Regions from separate parts of the Mus musculus genome. Here region 2 is linked to region 1. Evidence: chromatin contacts called from public Hi-C data. All regions are on one chromosome and are shown on one strand. Each heading gives the region's core, a stretch centred on a gene start, on an enhancer-like site or on the middle of the called end of the contact. The rest is flanking DNA. Distances are from core to core; before and after follow the strand shown. Region 1 has its middle 27 kb from the start of Nobox. Region 2 overlaps Tpk1 (thiamine pyrophosphokinase).

The links. Hi-C and Micro-C count contacts between places; a contact is called where the count stands out from the background.
Region 2: a contact with region 1 is called in a Hi-C map of cerebellar granule neurons, with 1.8 times the contacts expected there. The contact joins two enhancer-like sites. A contact is called at or near these places in 1 of 39 promoter capture datasets (the 3T3-L1 cell line), 4 of 484 Hi-C or Micro-C datasets (the 3T3-L1 cell line, cerebellar granule neurons, embryonic stem cells and 1 more) and 1 of 115 datasets of contacts at active chromatin or transcription factors (effector CD8 T cells).

Annotation. Positions count from the first base shown.
Region 1 is chr6:43,334,361-43,339,216 of GRCm38.p6, forward strand. No RefSeq gene overlaps it. Among named protein-coding and RNA genes, the nearest start is that of Nobox, 27 kb to the left of the region's middle. Within about 2 kb of position 2,966, at least 36 of the 459 cell types and tissues checked have an H3K27ac peak or open chromatin away from gene starts, as enhancers often do. A contact at or near this core is called in cerebellar granule neurons, where this site is marked.
Region 2 is chr6:43,400,780-43,405,635 of GRCm38.p6, forward strand. The region is part of intron 8 of Tpk1 (thiamine pyrophosphokinase); the gene reads right to left. Among named protein-coding and RNA genes, the nearest start is that of Gm38800, 8.9 kb to the right of the region's middle. Within about 2 kb of position 2,487, at least 10 of the 459 cell types and tissues checked have an H3K27ac peak or open chromatin away from gene starts, as enhancers often do. A contact at or near this core is called in cerebellar granule neurons, where this site is marked.

The sequences.
Region 1 (4,856 bases), core at 1,716-4,215:
AAAAAGATGTTAACCACCAAAAGAGAAACAACTTGATCCCCACTCCTGATCTTGGAACCTGAAGTAGCCAGTTACAGCTACACACGCAATGTCCTGTCTGCTTGTCTTCAGACAGTAAATCTCTCTCTTCCCGATCAAATTAAGAGACTGTCTGTCTAGCTAGGAGATCAGTGCAAAAGCTTAATAAAAATGGGAATTGACTCTGAATGCCTCCCATTCACTCAACAGCTATGGCAGATGCACATCTAGACACATATTCACATAATTTGAAAAACATCTTCACGTTCACTGAATCAGTGTACTCTGGACTATAGTCTGTATCTCTCTAGGGTGGCTCAATATTCACCATGCTATTCTGAAGGCTTCTCTGTGTAATAGGTTTACAGTTTTGTGTTGAGCTGCATCCATCGCTGTTCTGGGGTAACAGCCTTGTGGACCTCAGCATGGACGCCCCAGACTGCCTCTGCCCTTATGTATCATTTCCTGTTTTAAACCTTTCTTCATGTCAGAGAGAATATTGTGACGAGTAGCATTTCAGCTCACCTACTTTACTTGGGATCATGTCCCCATCTGTCCAAATCAGCCATGTTATGGAGATGTCTATTCCTACTGAAAATTAATGGTAGGAATGGTAAATTCTCCACGCACCAACATTCTCAGTCACATGCATATTGTAGCATAGCTGACAAAGAGTTTACCTCTCCTGTTGTCTTTTACTGGCTAACTGACCCATGGGTAACATTCAAGAGACAAAAACATTTTACAGGAAAACTGGTTAAGACAAAAAGTATGGGGCTGGAGAGATGACTCCTGCAGTTACGAGAGCATACTGTTCTTACAGAGGCCAGAGTTCAGTTCCCAGCACCCATGTTGGGAAGCTCACAACTGCCAGTAACGCCAGCTCCAGGGGACTCTGATGCCCAAGTCTGGATTCTGTAGGCATCTTTACTCACACAGGCACCAGCCCATACACAGATTCACAACTACCCATAGAATTCAAAAGTGAACTAATCCTAAATAAAGAATAGTAAATGGGGAAGCAAAGAGCGCCGTTTCTTTCCTTGTTGTCCTATCAAATTTACAGTTTCCCCAACTAGGAGCAACGGTGGCAGCTAAGGAATAATTATGACCCACTGTTTATTATCCACCTTTATTAGGTCTATGAAATGTATTGCTATCATACTATGTTTCTTTCGGTTTTTTTTAAAGAAAGATTAAATATACTGGCCTCATGCTATTAATATTTCTTTTGTGCAGTCAAGGACTTTGTCTGGGGAAGGAGAGAAGAGATGTCCATAGGGACAGTTTCTTTTGCTTTATTTTCATATTGTGTCTGAGTCTATCTTTTTCCATTATTTATGGGAGCTCACAGTCAAGGACAGTGCTTTTATATGGGTGTAGTATAGTGGCAGGGAAAGCTGAGATGCCACATATGATTTATTGCTCTGAGGTGCCTGAGACTTAAGTGGACAACTCGTATCCAGGGCTGCCTCACTACTCCACTATTGGAGTTTCCCAACACCAATACAGTGTAGTGAACATTATCAGGCAGGTGAGATTGATCCAAGTTGACTGTCAGTAGGTACCCCGTAACCCTGTCAAAACCACTAGCTTCAATTTCCATGAATACTATACCGTGTATATAATAATGTAAACTATATGTATAATATGTATAATGTAAAATAGTAAGGCTTGGCTGCCACCTGGTGGAAGAAATCATACTATATGTATATCTTATGAACAAATTTGTTAACTCTAGGATTGAATGTCTGAAAATATTCTAAAATAGTTTTGTTATCTTAGACTAAATTAAATGTAATGGTGTTTCTGGTGAGACAGGATGTAAAGTTTTACTATTTACAAGCAGTCTTCACATTAGTAAAAGTTTTAAGCCGGTAGTGGTGGCGCACGCCGGTAGGATTTGCTGAAGGAGGCAGAGGCAGGAGGATCACGAGTTCGAGGCCAGCCTGGGCTACACATTTTTGGGCTGGCGAGATGGCTCAGTGGTTAAGAGCGCCGACTGCTCTTCTGAAGGTCCCGAGTTCAAATCCCAGCAACCACATGGTGGCTCACAACCAGCCATAACGAAATCTGATGCCCTCTTCTGGAGTGTCTGAAGACAGCTACAGTGTACTTACATATAATAAATAAATAAATCTTTAAAAAAAAAAAAAAAGTTTTAAGCACCAGATTCTTAGCCTTCTAGGCTTGTCCCCAGCTCTGAGACCATGTAAATCTATACATAGTTTTAGATAACAAATCTAGGACAGAATGACAAGGATCTTTACTGTCAGTAAGAGCTAGAATGGAGATGTTGAGACCTAACAAACACACCCTTCTTGGCACAGATTTGATAAGACTAACTTACAAGCAATGAAATCCTTCTTCTCCTTTATCAACTGTAAGTGAAAGAATGTGATATGAGTAGGTGAAATTTCAGCAATACAAAGCATCTGATGAGTTGTCATTAAGTTCTATTGAATCTTGAGTTGTTCATTAAGGTCCATGATCATAGCGTCCAATCAGAAAGTATCCTCATCAATACCACCGTCTACTTGTTTTCTCTCAGAGTCAAGGCTGGCTTCTGTGGTAGGGCAGATCTATGGTATCAGGTCAGTGCCACCACAGACTGCACTCTAGAGGTTCAGTGAGGGCCACATACTCTTTCTCCCAGGCAAAAGGCATCAGTGAAGTCCCTGAGACTCAACTTCTCATTAGCTCTTTTGAAAGGCCAGTGATAACCTAGTGAAACTGCAGAGGGATTAGCATGGGGGAAAAATCAGGGCAGTAGTTAAAAAAACCTACAAAGTATCCCTGTAGTTGGACACATGATTCAGGGGCTTGAACAGCTGAGTCTCTGAGCCCATGTCCTTCAGAAAAATGTGATAGAAATGATGCAAGCAAGGATGGTGTTTGGAGTCAGTGGTGACAGCAGAGGTGTGGGAGGTGACTTGTAGTCAGGTGTCACAGAGCTCATTCTGGCTCTGTCATTATTTAAGCCTCTTTGTGTTCTGTATTCACATCTATGAGGCAGGTTTAAAACTACATGGTTCCTAGTCTAAATCTGAGGTATAAATAAGATCATAGGCACATACTTGCTAATGGTGGTGGCTTCACAAATCCTATTTGGGTGTGAAGGGCATGAGGAGGTGTGCGGCGTCCCAGGAATCAGCACAGCTGTCATGCTAATTAAGCATGGCAAACGGACTCTTTTCTAAGGCAAGCTAGAGCTCTCCTCCTGTCCATTGGCACAGGTGACTTGCCTGGATAGAAGGACGCTTATCTTTAAATACCATCTCCCCTGGGTAAACAATGGAGGCAGTGCAGTACTATTTCTAGCTATAGGAATGTCAACACCCAGTGGCTTGCAGGCCACTTCAAACAGTAGGGTAGAGACGTGCCAGCTGGCACTGGCCTCACACTGTGCTATGTACGTAAGAAAACACAGGCAGATAAACACTGTAATTAACAATCCTGGAGTGACGGTATGTTCATACAGTAAAAACAGGCGATGGATTGAAAATGCAATCTGAACTTAATCGTTTGGTCGAGGTGATTTCATAGTTGACTAATTTAGCAAACCATCTTTAAAAGGCAGCTAATTAAAAAATGCCCGAGGTTATCAATTTGTTGCCAGAACTGCAGAAAAATGGGCATAGAAAGATTTTAGTCCAGATAATTATTGAATAAAGACTTGATTTCCATGTTAGGGGAATGTTCTAGAGGGAGGTATTTTTACTTGGGACTTTTACAGATGTAGAGGAGGGATTATTGAGAGACTATATAGTACCACTGTATTCTATTCATTTTCATTAATCATAAATTATATATGTAATCATTAAGGTGACTTCACTTTCACATGTTGGTTTAAGAATGCTTGGAATTCTGGCATGTGGCAGAAGCCCTTAGGAAGAGTGGCAATGGATAAAGACTGTCAAAGAGGCTGAGGAATTGAACACAGTGTGCAGGGGAGAATATAAAAAACGAGGTCAGGGAAGGCCAGGGGCATTTTAGTTGACTGTAAACACCTGTATTTCCCCTCAAAGTCATTGCAGGTTTTCAAGTCGAAGATTGATTGGATGTGGCTAAAGTTGGGGAAGAAAACAAGATAGAAGTGAGACAACTGTGAAGTGATGGGAGACCATGCTGGGGTTGGGCATGGGAATGCGAGGGAGCCTGAGAGAAGTGAGGAGAGCCTAAGCCCACTTTGAATACAGAGAGAAACACAATCATGACTGAGCAGTTTGGGCAAGAACAAGGGAAGGATGCTTGCAGATCAGAAAGTGAGCACTCAGCTCCTGCTCCAGCACCATGTCCATCTTCTTCCTGTCATGGTGACCATGAACTAACCCCCAGAAACTGTGAGCAAGCCCTCCAGTAAATACTTTTTTTTTTTTTTTTTTTTTTTTTACACGTTGCCTGGGTCATGGTGTCATCACACAGCAAAAGAACATAATAGACTAAACCAGGTTCTTAAAGGAGCTTAGTGACTGGACGAAGGAACAGCAAAGTTAGGTGGTAGCTGGGAGTGTGCAAATGCACTTTAAAAAGTAATTGTTTGCTAATGATTTGGATGAAAGGCATAGGGCAGGCAGATTGCAGAAGGACCTTTCTAGGGGAGCTAAGGAGCATGGTGCAGGGATCAGCCTTGATAAGAATGTGGATAAGAATGTGGATAGTTTATCTCTGGTCAGAGGTAGGAAAATAGTGTGGGTAGGAGGAGGAGCCAAGTGTTGGTTGTGGGAGGGGAACATAAGGTCTCTATAAAGTTCATTCTGACGGCTATGATTTTCATGGTGAAGCTAGGCTATTAATTGAATATGAGAAACATCAGGGAAGGAGTTGGAGGAGTAACC
Region 2 (4,856 bases), core at 1,237-3,736, 66 kb after region 1:
AGAAAAAAAAATAGGGCTCATATAGTTAGAAATGTGTGGACTGTGTCAGGAACACAGTGTGGTGACTGATGTCAGTATAACAGCATTTGTGTTGTGCTTACTTTAAATAACAGTTACTTTCAAGCTGAAAGGATCTAGGAACATTTGTTGAGCAAAGTACTTTACAATCTAAGAAAACGTTTAAATAAAAACCATTTTGATAAGCTAACTATTTACTCCTACTGCACAGATTTAAAACACATCAGCAAAGACATACTAAGGCACTAGAATCTTCTTTTGGAGGCCTGTTTGGCTACATAGGTAGTTGATGCCTACTGTAAATGTGGGGCAATCTACCTGGCCAAGTGTGTGGCTTTTATATTTGTTTGATTCTCAAGAACCTTTGCTGTCAATGGTGACCATACTGATGAGGCTCTCTTAGACACAGGGAGGAGTTGAGTAAAGACACTGACAGTCAAGACTTGGCCTTGACTAGCACAGTGCTAAACATGGCAATGAATCTTGAGAAAGAGCATGTGATTCTAACACTTGGGGGAAAGTTTGATAGTCTATTCATCAGATGTCTATCACAATCCCGGCAAAGGCAGGAGAGTAATTTATTATTTTTGTTACATTGGCTGATGATTGGAAACACATTATCAATGTACAAATTAGAGCCTCTAATTCTATAGTAATTATCAGCCAATTTTGAAGTTGTTAGAAGGATTAAAAGTATGAATTTATTAGCAGATACACTGTTACAAATCAAATTTTGATTAGATAATACTGTGTACTAATATGTATACTATTCAAATTTCTTAAAAGGGTAATTTTTGGTACAAAAACTTTGATCAAAACTTTCAATATATGCAGAACTAGGGGGTGAGAGGAATGATTGATGGTTGTTCCTTATAAAGACCTTATTAAAGATCCTGATTTGGTTGGCCTCCAACTGTTTGGGCTCAGAATTAGGAATTCTACTTTTGATGAGAGATCATGTGTATTGATTAGAGAAGCATTTCAGGGAGTTATTAAGAAAGCAAATTAAGAAAAAGAAATGTAGCAATAGCTGTGACAGTATTTCATCACTGAAGTTCTTAAAGATCCAGATTTTCAATTCATGATAGACTTTCAATTTAAGATATAGGGTTTTAAGGAAGCAGCTATATGTAGTGACCCCATAAGTAACCAGTAACCTACCCATACTAAGTCCTGTAACATACACAGAGATAAGGAAAGGGGTGGGAGGCAATGGGATGATGCTTCAACGACCGAAGAACTACATTAGTACTTTAAATCACATTAGTTCTGAAGAAAAGTGTTTGGCATTAAAGTGTTATCAGGTTTAGACATAACAATAGGATAAACGAGATTACAGAAATGAACGTTTGAAGCCATGAACAGCTTAGGCCTATAACCATGGCTCTCTGAAGGCTGAACTGAGAGGCTGTGTTAGTGGTGGAGGGTTGGATCAAATGATATCATAAATAATAACTAAAGAAGAAAATATCCTTTACACAAACACTGAGGATGACGGTAGTAGATGTTGAAGGAAGGTACACAATAAAAAGAATGATTTGTAGAAGAGAGATTGAGACTATCTTTTAAAAAATGTTTCAACTATATCCTTCCTTTTTGATAATCACTTCCTCTGAGAATTAATTCAGATAATAGGCAGTACTGAAAAGGAGTGCTTACTCAGATAAATACAGAACTGAGTTAGTCCATTCAAAATATATGGACTCTACCTTTTCTCTAATCTAGCACATACCATCATTTCAGAGTCATATCTGTTAAAGTACAAAGGTGATCATCTCTCCCTTCTGCTTAAAAACTTCCATCCCTTCTCTGTAGAGCTAACCCTGACTTCTGTCACAAAAAGCAAAACGGCAACAATGAAACCCTCTTTGAGTGGATCCCACCTATACTTTTATATGCATTCTCCTTTACCAGCTCTTCTACTGCACGAGTCAGCCATACAGACACTTGAGACCGTTTTAATGCTGCCCCTGGCTCTGGAAATGGGCCTCTGTTTCTCTTTATAGCTGCTCAAAGTGGGTCATCTCTGTAGGCTGTTTGTGTCGAGGACAAGCCATCTTCCCCACAAAGAAAAGAACCATAAAGCTTACAAATGAATCTTTTGCATAAGTGGAAACATTCAAGTATAGACACACACACACACACACACACACACACACACACACACACACACGTTAACCATTATGCAGACTGCATGTGAATATTCATGTCAGTAGATCTGTTTTAAAACACAACAGAAAAATTTGCCCAACTCCACCTTCTTTACAGAATCAAGGCAAAATAGAAATTATTTAGCAAAGGAACCTGACAGAGACTAACAGCATCACAACAGATGGAATAGATTTAATATTTTTCCACATTTTGAAAAAATCAAGTCTATATTCTTGCTCTCCTCATGTGATGGCCCTTGGCAATGGTTTTGGCTATTTTTGTCCTCAAGCAGGGTTGCCAATTTCTTTCCTAAGCCTTATCTGCCCATAGTGAATGTCTCCTTGGTTCCAGTCCTTGCTCAGCTGCCAAGCTCCTCTTCACTGCCTTGGCATCAAAATGAAATGCAGCCATCAAGAAAAGTGACCCCAAGAATCAGTGTATGCTACGCAGAAGCCATTTCCCCGAGTTGCTCTCCTCCAAGCTCGTACATAGAAGACAGCTTGGAGTCCTATCATCCCTTTGTTGATAATCTGCTCCCACTTTTGTTTCTGCCATCTCTGCCTCCTCCCCTTGGCCCCTTTCCCTTTATTTATTCAATTATATAGCCATAAACTTTGCTTTTAAGTATGCAAGGGCATAAAATACCAGAATTTTAGTGTCTGTGGTTCCCATAGCGAAAATGAAAAGATCTGACGAGGGCTAGAAATAATTGAGTAATAATTCTGATAAACATTCTAAACATACCCTGTAGTCTACACTGAGCACAAGGAATCTTAGACCGTAAACTGCTTTCCACAGTGTGTAAGAGAAGTTAGTTAAATCATATTTTATGGAAAATTATTGGGAAGTTTCTAACTTGGAAGAAGTTTCTGCAAAGTTATGTCAGCCTTTGTAAAGCTCTCTTCTAACAATGTAGTCAGAGCCACCTTCCACTCCCCTGGGGATCCTAACTATGATAAACTCACTCTACATTTCCAAATCAATGAGGCCAATGTGTTCTTTCAGCAGAATTTCCCAAGTTATAATGTGAATTACTTGAGAAACAATTTAAAAAACCCAAAAGGTTCTGGGACTTGTTCTACTCAAAGGTATATGGCACAAATGGGGGTATTATTAATACTTCTGAACACACATAACAAAGAAAACCACTCAGCCCCATTTCAGTACCTTCCCCGCTCAGAAGGTTCATGCATATTTAAGAGAATTAATTTATTTTCTGCAATTTGCTTTTAAGAGCTTAAGTGGCCATTTGCTGTTGCTTATTTCAGGATTGTATGCCCTTGTTCTCTGAGTCACCGACTTACAGCTCAAGTGCTCCAGGTGTATTTATGCTCCCAAAGTATTTTAAATTACCCATCAGGAAATCCAATTTCCTATGTATAAGACTCAGAAGTGATTTTCCACTGTTAACTTTTCTTAATTAAGGATATAGGCCTGAATTCACTGCAGAATTCTTGGTACTACATTTATTCTCTGGCTCCCGACAGTCAACATTTAAGAATGTCATCAACATTAGAATATTAGATAGTCATTTAGATGAGAGCCTTCTTAGATTAGGTGCAGAATGGCATTCTGAGTATCCATCACACTCATCACCATAACACTGTGTACTTTTCACTCTCTGTACCAGGCACAATATAGACACCCTACTGAACCCACTATAAAGTCTTGTGCTACCAACTTCCCTTTCATTTCAACTCCAGAGATGTGAGAATTTGAGCAATGGGAAGTGAATCAATGCCTACCAATTAATAAAACATGTAATCACACCCACTTCTCCCTTCAAACTGGGCTCACAGTCAGAGAAAGAGGATTAAGGCAACTAGATAAAATATACAATTTAAAGATACATGACCCTTAGAGAGACTTAATATATACTTGAAAATTCATGGAAATGAAAATTTATATCTTTTTAGGAGCAAGGGAAAACCTTAAGACCCCAAGAGCCAAAATAAATCAATAAACAGACAGACCGACAGACAGATAAGGTGGGATTCAGAAAACTTAGTTTGTAGACTTTAGGACATGAAATAAACTGTCCATTTCATGGTACTGGCCATGAACTATGAATAACCTGTAAGACAATGACTCTAAGAGCAGAAATCATGATTTTTATTGGACTGAGGTGTTGACCCTACTTCTTGATGAGTGACTTTCTAGATATGTAAAAGTCATGACTTTAAAGGAAAACATTTTTAGATATATAAGATGTTTGATGTGTAGGCTCTCTGAGGAAAATAATAGCTGTTCACATTATTCCACAAAAAGGATATAACTTCAGATTCACTTCAGATACTGTCTGATTACATCCCAGGAGCTCCCTGTCTGTAGCCTCTCTGGGTTTGGTCTAAGTACCCCAATGATGCCTTGTGGTTTGTGACCCCCTTTGGAGGGACACATACCACATATTTACATTAAAATTCATAACACTAGCAAAATTGCCTTTACAAGGTAGCAACAAAATAATTTTAAGGTCAGGGGTCATCATAACATGAGTAACTGAATAAAAGGTTTGTAGCATTAAGAGGGATGAGGACCACCTCAACCCTGTTGGTGGAGTAGAAGGGGAATAAGCCAGGTGGCACTAGCCAGGTGGCACTAGCCAGTTGTGCTTGTTTGGCAGTCGTGTTACATTAGACATGTTTTTGTAGACAGTTCATCTGACAAAATTTTACTCAGCAACAATT